3 separate regions of the Sus scrofa genome follow, and all the other regions are linked to region 1. Evidence: chromatin contacts called from public HiChIP or PLAC-seq data. All regions are on one chromosome and are shown on one strand. The core of a region is the stretch at or near the end of the contact, and the rest is flanking DNA. Distances in the headings are between cores, read along the strand shown. Region 1 has its middle 410 kb from the start of SETD4. Region 2 has its middle 200 kb from the start of SETD4. Region 3 has its middle 290 kb from the start of RUNX1.

Region 1 (4,521 bases), core at 1,602-4,101:
GGGGTTTTCTTTCTTTTCTTTTTTAAGTTTTATTGAAGCAGAGTTGACTTACAATGTTCTGCTGTACAATAAAGTGATTCAGTTATACATAGACATATCCATTTTTTTCAGATTCTTTTCCCTTACAGGTTAATACAGAATATTGAGTAGAGTTCCCTGTGTGACCTAGCAGGTCAGATGGCATTTATTTTCATTCTGTGGTTATGTATAACAGAGAAAAATTATGAATTTATAGAAACCTAAAAGAAAACAAAAACAAAAAAAAAAAAAGAAAGAAAAAGGATGTTCCTGGTTTGTAAGAGTCAAAGCTCTGCCTCCCAAGGATATTAGGGCCATCAGATCAGATTTTGATTTTTAGTTTTGGTCTTTTTTTTTTTTTTTTCCGAGCTGCACCCATGGCATATGGAGGTTCCCAGGCTAGGGGTCCAATTGGAGCTGTAGCTGCCAGCCCACACCACAGCCACAGCAACACCAGATCTGAGCCGTATCTGAGACCTACACCACAGCTCACGGCAACGCCGGATCCTTAACCCACTGAGCAAGGCCAGGGATAGAACCCACAACCTCATGGTTCCTAGCTGGATTGTTTCCGCTGAGCCATGACGGGAACTCCCTAAGATCAGATTTTTAATTCCAACTCCTAATAAAATACTACATAGATAATTTTGACTAAATTGTTTAACCTCTATGAGGTAGTATTTTCTCCATTTTTAGAAAGGGAGAAAAAGACCCTACTTTTTTGTATGGGATCAAGTGTTCCAGTGTCGGTGAAGAGCTTTTGCATACTGAGAAGCAGTGGGCAAAGGCACAGAACCACTTTCATTTATCAGCGTATTTCCTAATGGATAAAGCTGTAGCATAAAATCACAAAGGTCCAAGTCCTTGTACAGTTTACTAAGGATTTGCCTGCTTAGTGATGTCAGAGGCCAAAGCATAAAAAAGCAAAAAGCTGGAGTTCCCACTGTGGCTTAACTCAGCTGGTTAAGGACAAGACATAGTTTCCTTGAGGACATGGGTTCAATCCCTAGCTTATCTCAGTGGGTTAAGGATCTGGCATTGCCACAAGCTGCAATGTAGGTCACAGATGCAGCTTGGATCCCATGTTGCTGTGGCTCTGGCATAGGCCTCATCTGCATCTCCAATTTGACCCCTAGCCTGGGCACTTTGATATGTCACAGGTGCAGCTGTAAAAAATAATAATAATAATTTTTAAAAACAAAAAAAGGAAACATCCAAAAATCCAGAATAAAATTGCAAAATCTTGTGAAGAAAGCACCTGGGGCTTTGGAGGCTTCCCAGATTCATCCTCTACCTGCAGTCCTCTGGGTTAAGTCTTCCCTTCACAGATCCCAGCCTGCAAGGCCAGACCTTCACCCATTTCCTAAAAATGCTCACGGAACAGCACACAGACAGGTAAGCGCAGACCCACCCATTTGCATAAGGGGGCGTGCCCATTCTAGGCATTGTCATTACCACATTCACCTGTCAGACAAGGTTAGTCGCCTGATTCCCAACTGGACTCCTGATTCCCCAAGTAGAACTCACTGGGCATCAACCATGGGCTTACCTGAACCTCATTTACTCCTCACAGCAACCCCATGACGACTTCAAGTACATACTCTCTACGTCTCTAAAGGGAACATCTATAGGAATGTACAAACTGACTTGTTGACACAAGCTGTGGTTTAAGCCCAGTCTCCTCTTTCTGCCACCTGTTGTTTATTAAGCACAGATCACATGCCAGACACTATGCCCAGGGTTTTCCATTGCACTATTTCTGTTATTCCTTCCCAGCTCCTACAAGTCAGGGATTATTATTATTCCCACTTTACAGATAAGGAAATTGACCCTCAAGAAATTAGTCACTTGCTCAAAGATGCAAAGCTGGTGTGATTTAAGCCAGAACTTACCTTTTTTCCCTTCTTTACCTCAGGATAAAATGTCCACACCCTAAGCATTGATTGCACAGGGCATTATTGAAACAACCTGTAATTATTGATCTACACAAACATTGGAAATGTCTTCCTAGTCTATAGAGTCTGATTTTGTTCAGGCAGCAATGTGTTAATCTGGATGATTTAGTTGGTATAACTGAATGGTGACAATCCCAATTGATTTAGCCAGTGATTAGTGGTTGCCATTTGACCTTACTCTGACCAAAGAGATGTAAGAAATCTCTTCTGGATTTACAGAAAAGACTTTTTCCTCCCTGACAAATAGGACATGCAGAAAAGAAAGCCCTTTGGCACCAGCTCCTCCTGCTGGCTGCACACAGATGTGTGAGGACACAGTGGTTGGAGCAGCAGCAGCCGTCTTGTGAACAGGAGTGTGTTGGGGGGCATTGCTCAAATGAAAGAGAAAGAAAAGTTTAGGAGTTGAAGTCATTGCTGTGCCTGGGACCAGCACCTACTTGCAGTTTTTGCAATGTAAATAAGTGTCCTTTTGATTTAAAACTCTGTTAGTATGTTTCCTATTTCTCCAAATGCATCCCAAATGATATAGTAAGTCAAATAAAAATTAATTTTTATTTATTCTGAAGTTGAAATTTGAGTTTGTTCAGTGACTAAATGAGTAACCTATTCTGTATATGGTCCTCACTCTCTAAGTCACCTAGAAGAACAATTAGTGACTTGGTTCTTTGTTTTTATAGGAGAAATCTTTTCTTCTACCCTCTTAGATCTTTTTATTGGGGTACTCAAACTAACAACGGATAGAGTCATGTAAGTAAAGTGCACAAGGTTCATATGATATGAATATCTTCTTTTTTTCTTTTTGGCTGCATCTGTGGTATGTGGAAGTTCCCGGGCCAGGGATTGAACTTGCGCCACAGTAATGACCCAACTGCTGCAGTTACAACACTGGATTCTTAGTCCACTGAGCCACAAAGGAACTCCGATGTTAACATGTTTTATGGGACACAGAGGGCTTCATAGGTGGAAAGTGAAAACTCCAAAGAACTGGCAAGACTCAGGAGCTTACATACGGCCTTAACAAAAGATGATAAATTTGTGGAGAAGTGACAAGACAAAGGAAAGGGATTTGAGTTTTTAGGTGTGATCCACTGCAGGAAAGTGGATAGGAAATACATGAGGGAAACTAATGGACAATGATGGTTATTTTAGTAAGGTTTGTGCTTCTGATGAGTCCATTCATCTTGGCATCAAACCCTACCCCCATCTCCCAGGATAAGAATGTTCTCTTCTTTCTGGTATCAAGAGATATCTTTCTCGTGGGAAATTTCTGTCTTGATTTTAGGCAGAAAGGGTGAGAGTGGAGAGCTGTTGCTCAGTTATTTACAGTTCAGACTAATCAATATCCCAAAGCAGCATATTTCAGGTGGATATGTTTTGATCTCCTTCACTTTCAAATTCACTTCCATTACTTAATTTTATATTTAAAATATAAATAATATATTTTATATTTGAATTATAAATCAAAAATAATTAAAATATTTAATTTTATAATATAAAATTACTGCTTACCTACCAACCTTAATTACAAGGTTTATTGCATTTTATATTTAAATTTTTAATATTAATATGTGATTGTTATAATAATTTAACCACTACAGAGATGTGTAAAACAAAAGCGAAACTTGCCCCAGCCTTAAAATGTACTGAGGGGTTCCCGTTGTGGCTCAGCAGTAAGGAATATGATTAGTATCCATGAGGACGGGGGTTTGATCCCTGGCCACACTCAGTAGGTTAAGAATCCGGCATTGCTATGAGATGTGGTGTAAGATGCAGATTCGACTCGGATCCCCATTGCTGTGGCTGTGGTGTAGGCCAGTGGCTACAGCTCTAATTAGACCCTGAGCCTAGGATCTTCCATGTGCTGCGGGTGTGGCCCTAAAAAGACAAAAAAGGTACTGAAACTTCTTTTTTTTTTTTTTTTTTTGGTCTTTTAGGGCCACACCCATGGCATATGGAGGTTCCCAAGCTTAAGTTAGAATCAGAGCTGTAGCTACCGGCCACAGCCACAGACAGCCTCAGTCACGGCCATGCCAGATCCGAGCAGTGTCTGCGACCTACCCCACAGCTCACAGCAATGCTGGATCCTTAACCCACTGAGCGAGGCCAGGGATCAAACCTGCATCCTCACGGACACTAGTCAGATTTGTTTCCCCTGAGCCACAACAGGGACTCCTAAAACTTCTATTAATAATTAGAAAATTAATTTAGGTTTGAGCCTCATCCATGTTGTGTATATGAGTAGTTTTTTCATTTTTATTAATGAATGGCATTTCACTGTACGAATAAAATAATAGTTTGATTACTTATTCTCCTGTTGAGAAACACTTAGGATATTTCCAGTTTGGGGCTGTTATCAACATTCTTTTACAAATTACTTTAGTGGAGCTTTTTCTTTAGGGTAGAAAACAGGCAAAATTAAGTCACCAAGTTAGGGAGTTACCATTGTGGCTCAGTGGGTTAAGAACCCTATGCGTAAACATGAGGATGCAGGTTTGATCCCTGGCCTTACTCAGTGAACTAAGTATCTGGTATTGCCGCTATCTTTGGC
Region 2 (4,249 bases), core at 719-3,218, 210 kb after region 1:
CGTGAAAACAAATAGCACTTCATGGGTCTGACCTTTCCTCGTTGGGGCTTTTGTTGTGGTCGGCTCTGGGATGTGCAGTTCAAAACCTGCATGAGCCCGTTGTGTCTGTGTCTGCAGCTCCCCCGATTCACCTTCATCAGCTCCCAATGTGCAGAGGACAGCTAGATTGTCTCAGTGTCGCTTCTGGCTTGATGACAGCCCAGCAGCAGGTGGAGGCTCCAATTCACCCCCGAGAATTGGTGTCTGAGAGATAGAGATGGCCAAGTGTGGCCTAAGCCTTCTAGGATAGCATGTCTCCATGGAAAAGACTTAACATTCCGGAGACAATGAGAAGAGAGCTTCTAATGATGGTACCCCCAGTCCAAGGGCTGCCTCCAATCTGTGGCACGATTTCAGCATTCGCTCCAACCACCAGAAAAAGGGATCAGCGCTGCCATGTGAGGCTCGAAGGGAGCCCAATACAACAAATAGTGGGGAGTGATTGGCATGGCCACCCTCTGCATTTTTCGGATCCCCTTCGGGACTGAAAGGTGCATTTCTGCAGAGCTGGGAGGACTGTCCTTGCTCTGCAGATGCTGCCCTGGGCTGATGAGAACCACCTTGCATGAGATCACACCCTTTTCCTGCAAAACCTGAAGTCTAATGACTGGCTGACAAGTCAGGAGCATGGCAGCCTGACCTCCTGCTCCAACTCAGCAGGATTCTGAAAACGATGCCAGCTTCCATGGGATAAGAGCCACATTGTTCAATTTCTCCTCTGGCCCCTGCTGCTTCCTCCCTGGTTGGATCACCAGAGTGCCCCTAACCAACGTCCACCATGCTGATGTGCCCCTCACCGTCTGCTTCAGGAACCCACCCTGATGCCAGAAGTGGTTCCAGAAAGCAAGGCTAATTAATATAATTTCAGAACTGGACCACCCACTGCCCAGCTAGCAGTGAATCTCTATCACGCAGCTCGAGGTTCAAAGCAGCAGAGAACTGGGGCAGGAAATGCATGGCCCGTGCATTTCCACTGGCTGTTTGAGAAATACAAACAGGAAAGAGCCATTCTGAAGAGGTAAGATTGGATGGCTGTTGTCCAGGTCTCTTGATGTTTGGGAGGGTGACAGCAAAAGCCTGAGGATGTTAACCATCAATGAAATGCTAAGTGTGAAAGGCAGAAGTCCTCCTTGCCAGCTCCTAAAGAGACTCAGCCCTCGTATTCAAATTGCAGAGAAAGCTAAGGATCAGGCACAGGACTTATTCATGAAAATAGCAGGGTTCCACGGGATCTCAACCAAACCTGGCAGCTCTGCTTGGACAAAGCTCAGAGCTCCTGGTGGGAAAGAATCATGCCCCCAGTCCCCAAGTGTTTAGGAACAGATAAACTGATGGTTGCCAAGGCTTACACAAATAAGAGCTATCACAGTGAGGAAGCTCAAGGGGGAAGTTTCTAAACTGTCTCCTACCCCAGCCAAGAGAGTAAATCAAAAACGATATCGTATCCTTGGATGGGTTAGAGGGGGAGGTTTGGATTTTGAAGCTTAGAACTACCCTTAAGTACCTACAGGATGCAGAGTGTGGCTGTTATCATATCACCATTGAATTAATCAGTCTGGGCCCTGCAGAACTCACATCGGTCCTGGAGGGTGACAGACTCCTACAGACTTAAACAAGCAGCAGCCACAGCTGGCACTGAAGCTTCCTTACCAGATAGTCTATTTTTTCTTAAACACAGGCTCAGGTACATGGTGTGCAGCCTTTGATCTGGGAACTCTGTCCTTTCATCCCTATCAAAAAGAAGGATCAGAAACAGTTCACATTTGCTCAGAACAGACAACGGTATTCATTTGCAGTGTTGACCCAGGGCTATGCTAACTCTCTTCTCTCTGTCATAATATAGTCTGAGGAGCCCTGGACAAGCTGGGCATTTGCAGGATATCAGGCTGGGGGTGACATCATGTAAATCAGACCTGATGAGCAAGAAGTGTCAAGGATACTCAAAGCCTTCACAAGTCAGACTCATGCCATAAATAAAATGGGAACTAACCATCACAGGCCACATCAGCAAACTTTTTAAAGGTCTAGGGTCTAGGCATTTCAGGATATCTCAGCCAAAGTAAATAACAAATTATTATCTCACCCCTTCTTAAAAAAAAAAAAAGTAAAACTGCAGCACAATAGCCTTTAGGTTTCAGGGACACTAGTTTCACAGTTGGGAATATTGCTCGTATCCATATAACAAGGGATAGAATGGCCATCAAAACAGGGAAATCTCTGCAAAAGTCCTGCCACAGCATAAATGGCCCTATGGCCTAAGCTTCATGGCCCAGCAGACCCTCTGGCATTAGTAGTACTAGTGATGGAAAAGAAACACAGTGTGGAGTTTTTGGCAATCCAAATTGGGAAAATCACAACTCCGAAACTTAAGAGTTCTGGAGCAAACATGTCCACTACATCTAATAACAATATAGCTTTAGAATAAAGAGCACCCCGCATGCTGCTGTCCCCAACCAGGGGACACGAGGTAATCAACCATCCATGATGAGCTGGGTTCCGTCACACCCAGGAAGCCACATACCCAACAGCCATCTATTGTAAGATGAAAGTGGTGCATCCAGATCAGGGCATAAACAAGTTATCCCAGCAGGTACCCCAGATCTCCATGGTATTCACCATTGCTGCATCAGTGCCTCCCCTTAGCTCATACCCATGGCCACATGGGAGGTCCGTTATGACCAGCTGATGGAGCAGGGGAAAGCCCAAGCTTGATTTATCCATGAGTCAGCTGAATACCAAAGGCACAAGCCAAACAAACAGTGGCTGCTGTTCAGCCTCACTTGGAGGGGGCGGCCTTAAAAGATAGTGGTTGGAGGAAACCATCCCAAAGTCAGCACTTTGGATGGCGCGTACTCCATGTTAAAAGGGAACTGGGACTTGGAAATGGCCAGTGTACAGATAACATGAGGTCCTTACACCATGACTGGACTTGGATAGACAGCAACATCTCTGGGTAGTTTATGTCACTGTCTCCAAAATCTAGACAAGCATCAGAACCACCTGTTGAAAAGTTTTAAAGACTGTAAGTCCCTAACCCCCATCTCAAAATTACTGAAATAAATGCCCCAGAGAAGGAGCTCATACGTCTATATTTTATGAAAGATCCTTAAGTGATTCTGCTATTGCTAGTCCTTGAACTGGTATTTGGAAAACATTTGTTTAAGTGATCAGCAATGCCACAAAGAAGAAAAAAAAAATATTAGCAAATACTGCAAACACACAACTAGTCCTATTGTGGTAATCATTTTGCAACATATATGTGTATCAAATCATCGTGTTGTACAGCTTAAACTTAGAGTGTTATATGTCAATTATATCTCATAAAGCTGGGGGGGGAGAAAAATATATAAATTTTTAAAATCAAGCACATGTAAGACTATGCGCTTTAATATATGTCACCCTCTGGGGTATGTGTTATTACTAACCCATCTGGTAGGTGAGAACACTGAAGTGACCTGACCTACTCAGGGTCATTTAGATGCAAATGATGGAGACAGTATTTGAACTTAGCCTGACTCTGGGGTCCCTGTGCTTAATCATGATGTCTAGTGGAAAATTCACTCAAGAAAAGTGAAGGGGCAAGAAAAATCTGTAATCCCCAAGCCTGTACAGTTGTAAGGCTAATTCTGTATTTACCTTCAATGAAGACAAATTGTTTTTCCAAATAGTTTAACTTCAGTATCCCTTTACAATAGCATGTGAGCGCCATCTAGTGGCTATAGATAAGGCCGCTTGATGAGTCATTGCTCTGAGTTAAGCAAGATCCGCTGACAACAGAAAAATTGTTGTTAAAATTGAGTAGAATCAGGTTTCCAATTCCAAAATGAATGAATTCCAGTTCCAGAAGGATGAATTCTTTGACTTCATCAAAAGTTTTTAAAATATGGCAAGGATATCAAAATGAGGGAAAAGAATCAAAATGAGTGAAATCAATAACAGCCACAGAGGATTCCCACTGTGGCTCAGGAGAAATGAACCCTACTATAATCCATAAGGATGCAGGTTCAATCCCTGGTATCACTCAGTAGGTTAAGGATGTGGCGTTGCCGTGAACTGTGGTGTAGTTCGCAGATGTGTTGCTAGTGTGGCTGTGGCTGTGGTGTAGGCCGGCAGCTGCAGCTCCGCTTGACCCCTAGCCTGGGAACTTCCATATGCCATGGGTGCAGTCCTAAAAATAAATAAATAAATAAATAAATAAATAACATCCATA
Region 3 (4,478 bases), core at 1,458-3,957, 250 kb before region 1:
TCAGAGCTCACCCCCTGCCAGAGCGTGGAGCAGCGTGAAGAAGGATGGAGGGCAAGCGGGGTAGCCAGCACACTGAAAAAGAGGCTTGATCCACAGTAAAGAAATCAGAGTATCACCTCTGCCAGTGGAGTCCCAAATTCACAGTGCATTTTACACTGTAACATAGTGGGCACATGTCTACGTGCATTAAGTGTTTTTAACAACACACTTCTTAAAACCAGAACTTACATTGACCACCCACAAAAAACCAACAGAAACTCTCTATTCTTTCTGTTCTATTCCATTCCATTCCATTCATGTTTTAGGGCTGGTTGCAACCCATGAAAATGATATCACAACCCACAGTTTGAAAGCCTCTGGCCAAGGACAATCCCTCCATTTAAAAAGTATAAAGTCTGGGACCTTGCAAGGTGAAGGGCTTTGTCCAAACATAAAATATAGGTGATTCAAGCGATGTGGGTGTGTACACCTAGTGGGGGAAAAACAAAAAAACTCAGCTCATTTCATCTATCCAAGTGTCTTCTTCCAAACCACATGCAATCATTTGTTTTGAGACATGGTTTTTTATGAGGCAGGTGTCCTGAGACACCTCAATCAGTGAAATAAGCAGGGTCTTCGTTGTGCTGTGAAAAGTGGTGAATTTGGGGAATGGAAGGCTTGAGGTCATGATCCTGGGATCTGGCTCCATGTCTTTAGGAGGGTGGCTGTGAGAAGGCTCATATCCTCTACTTGCAGGTAAAGGAAAGTGTACCTTCTGCCTCCTGAAAGACACTTGTTGGACCCAAGGAGGGTGCACAATGACAGCTTCTCATGCATCAGTGTGAATGGCCATGGGGCCAACAGAAGCCACAGCCTGGCACGTGGGCTAGGTCTGTGCTGCTGACCTTTGCACAGGAAGGCTCCCTGCTCTGAAATATTTCAGAGAAGCTCGCTTTGATGATTTTGAAAAGTAGCAGAACTTGTTCCCTCCTTGGCAGGCGTTTGTGCATTTCACTCATTTCAAGTCAGGACTAATAGTCCTAATGATTTTGAAGAGCCCTAAATGATTCCTTTATGCCTGGCCAGGATTGGCCAGGGTTCCTCTTACAACCCACAACATACACACACGTTCCACAGAAAAATAAATACTGGCGTAACCATGTTGGTGCCATGCCACTTAAAACGGCCATTTTCTTAAGTACTCATTTTAAAAGCAACTTTGTTATTTCAGCATCTGCCTTTGAAAGCTGGCTTTCTGTATCTCTGGTGTTATGTTTTCATCACCAGATGGAAAAATAAAACATTAACTCTTTCAACAATTGGAGAGCTCACTTACGTTTAAGGAAAAAAAATAATAAGTCCAGAGAAAATGCATCACTCCCTGCTTTCTTGGTCCTGTGTCGGAGTTTTCACAAAGTGTCCTGCCCCAACTCCTGGATAGCCATCAGATGAAAAGCTCTGCCCTGGGCAGAAGACTCAATGCTCACTGCCTGTGATGTCTGCTTCTCTCCCCGTCTACCCCATAGTGATGACTTTTGCCCATGCTCCCAGAGTTTATAAAAGTTGGCAGACCAAGTACTGCGTGTATGTGTGTGTGTGTGCGTGCATGCACACGTGCGTGTATAAGCAAGCATGTGGGCATGTGTCCAGGGGCTATGGAAGATGGGGAGAGGGCAAAAGGAATAAAATACATTTAGTCCTTTAAGGGATTTATACTTCCAATCCTGAATTGAGACAGAACAGATGAAAAGTGAAATCATGCTCCAAAGAAGTTATGAGGGAATGAATTTCAAAGAACCGTCGCGGTGCAAGGCGACCCCGTGTGTCCCCATTCCAAACCTCAGGCCCTTCCACCTTCTGTTGACTTGTATTCATCAACGTCAGGTTAACATGATACATGCCAGCCACTTTGCTTCCTGATGGCCAGAGCAGTGGTCAAGGATGTTAGCAACAGCTGCTATTTGTACAAGGCTGGCCTCTCTCAGCGCGGACAACACCCAAGGCACACACACCTGGCCTTGACCTGAAAGGTGCTTTCAACACCCACTCTCACCCAATTGTTCTTGTAATTCAAGATTTTTCCTGTAAGGTATTCTGTGAAACGGATACCCTCACTTTATTTAATTAGTAGGGTTTTTTTTTTTTTAATTACGAGACAGTTTTAGATGTACAAACCGTAATGCTGAAATAGTTTTTGTTCCACCATGCCGTTTCCTCACTTATTAACATCCCACACTACTATGCATGTTTGTCACGACAAATGAACCGATATTGAAACTTCACTGTAAACCAAAGTTGATGTGTTATTTAGACGTCTCTAGCGTTTTCCTAATGTCCTTTTTCTGCCCCAGGATCCCACCTAGGATACCACAATCCATGCTGTCGTCATGCTTCTGTGGGCTCCTGCTGTCCATGTCAGTTTCTCAGACTCACCCTGTTTTTGATGACCTTGACAATTTGGGGGAGTATTGTCAGCTAGGCTATAGGAGGTCCCTTCATTTGGCTTTGTCAGGTTTTTTTTTTCCATCACTAGACTGGTAGTGGTATTGCCCTTTGGGGATGTCGTATTGAAAAATATGTGTGTTCTGTGAAGTTTGGGTATTGGAAATCAATAGGCACTCTGCAGGGAGTGCATTAGTTGCATGGGAAACATCCATGAGAAGACCGACTCGCCGTAAACTACACTGATGCAGTTCCTTAAATTTGTATGGCCGTCAGGCCTTGAGGACATCCGAGAGCTTCCTTATTTGATCACACCACATAAAGAGCTATCATGCCAGCCACAGATATTGCTCTGTGTGGGCTGTCTGCTATAACAACCAACCTCAAATTTTCAGTGACTTAACAAAATCAAATTCTACTTCTCACTCATGCCACAGATAAATGCAAGTCTTCTGGGTGGTGCTGTGTCTCTTCCAATAGTGATTTGCTGCCACTCAGGCTTCTTTTTTCCTACGCCTGCCCTTTCCTGGCTCTTACTGGCATTAGTGAGTGGACAAGAGAAGAGAGAAAGAGCATGGAGAATTAGGTGGCAAGTTTTAAGGGCCAGACATAGATGTGCCATGCATTAATTCTGTATGCATTTTATTGGCCAGAACTCAATCACATGACACCCCCCAACTGCAAAGAAGAAGACAAAATGTGGTGTAGCACTACAGCAGACAGATAAAGAACTGGGAATTTGTGAACACACAACAACCTCTGCCATCCTTTGAACTTATGGGGCATCATTTCCTGTAGAGGAGTTCCCCTGTGGCTCTGCAGGTTAAGGATCTGGTGTTGTCACTGCTGTGGCTCAAGTTGCTGCTGTGGCACAAGTTGCTACTGTGGCACAGGTTTGATTCCCATCCCTGGAACTTCTGCATGCCATGAGGTCAGCCAAAAAGAAAATAAATAAGTAAATTTCCTGTAGATAAAAGAGATACAGTAACTCCAAAGATGCATATTGTTGTTTCCTTATAATATGCCTGTTGAGATTGTACTGAGGAGGCTGGGGTCATACTGTCTTTTCATAAGGACTTCCATTATAACACTGTCATTTCCTAATGCTGAAATTTGTCTTTTAAAGCAAAACAGAAGGAGAAGAGGTGCAAACTGGAGTTAATTATCACATCAAACAAATGTGTCTGATATAAACAACTTATACAACCCAACAGCAAAAAAACCAATCAATGGAAAAATGGGCAAAAGACCTGAATAGACATTTCTCCAAAGAAGATATACAGATGGCCAACAAACACATGAAAAAGTGCTCAACATCGCTGATTATAAGAGAAATGCAAATCAAAACCACCATGAGATACCACCTCACACCAGTCAGAATGGCCATCATTAATAAATCCACAAATAACAAGTGCTGGAGGGGCTGTGGAGAAAAGGGAACCCTCCTGCACTGTTGGTGGGAATGTAAACTGGTACAGCCACTATGGAGAACAGTTTGGAGATACCTTAGAAATCTATACATAGAACTTCCATATGACCCCGCAATCCCACTCTTGGGCATCTATCCGGACAAAACTCTACTTAAAAGAGACATGTGCACCCGCATGTTCATTGCAGCCCTATTCACAATAGCCAAGACATGGAAACAACCCAAATGTCCATCGACAGATGATTGGATTCGGAAGATGTGGTATATATACACAGTGGAATACTACTCAGCCATAAAAAGAATGACATAATGCCATTTGCAGCAACATGGATGGAACTAGAGAATCTCATCCTGAGTGAAATGAGCCAGAAGGACAAAGACAAATACCATATGATATCACTTATAACTGGAATCTAATATCCAGCACAAATGAACATCTCCTCAGAAAAGAAAATCATGGACTTGGAGAAGAGACTTGTGGCTGCCTGATGGGAGGGGGGGAGGGAGTGGGAGGGATTGGGAGCTTGGGCTTATCAGACACAACTTAGAATAGATTTACAAGGAGATCCTGCTGAATAGCATTGAGAACTATGTCTAGATACTCATGTTGCAACAGAACAAAGGGTGG

The links. HiChIP or PLAC-seq counts read pairs in DNA pulled down with a chosen protein or histone mark.
Region 2: a contact with region 1 is called in an H3K27ac HiChIP or PLAC-seq map of alveolar macrophages, with 7 times the contacts expected there. The contact joins two enhancer-like sites. A contact is called at or near these places in 4 of 47 Hi-C or Micro-C datasets (embryonic fibroblasts, heart right ventricle and subcutaneous adipose tissue) and 1 of 2 datasets of contacts at active chromatin or transcription factors (alveolar macrophages).
Region 3: an H3K27ac HiChIP or PLAC-seq map of alveolar macrophages shows a contact between it and region 1. The contact joins two enhancer-like sites. A contact is called at or near these places in 1 of 47 Hi-C or Micro-C datasets (embryonic fibroblasts) and 1 of 2 datasets of contacts at active chromatin or transcription factors (alveolar macrophages).

The regions. Positions count from the first base shown.
Region 1 is chr13:199,179,865-199,184,385 of Sscrofa11.1, forward strand. No RefSeq gene overlaps it. Among named protein-coding and RNA genes, the nearest start is that of SETD4, 410 kb to the right of the region's middle. Within about 2 kb of position 2,852, at least 2 of the 83 cell types and tissues checked have an H3K27ac peak or open chromatin away from gene starts, as enhancers often do. A contact at or near this core is called in alveolar macrophages, where this site is marked.
Region 2 is chr13:199,387,828-199,392,076 of Sscrofa11.1, forward strand. No RefSeq gene overlaps it. Among named protein-coding and RNA genes, the nearest start is that of SETD4, 200 kb to the right of the region's middle. Within about 2 kb of position 1,969, at least 5 of the 83 cell types and tissues checked have an H3K27ac peak or open chromatin away from gene starts, as enhancers often do. A contact at or near this core is called in alveolar macrophages, where this site is marked.
Region 3 is chr13:198,926,559-198,931,036 of Sscrofa11.1, forward strand. No RefSeq gene overlaps it. Among named protein-coding and RNA genes, the nearest start is that of RUNX1, 290 kb to the left of the region's middle. Within about 2 kb of position 2,708, at least 3 of the 83 cell types and tissues checked have an H3K27ac peak or open chromatin away from gene starts, as enhancers often do. A contact at or near this core is called in alveolar macrophages, where this site is marked.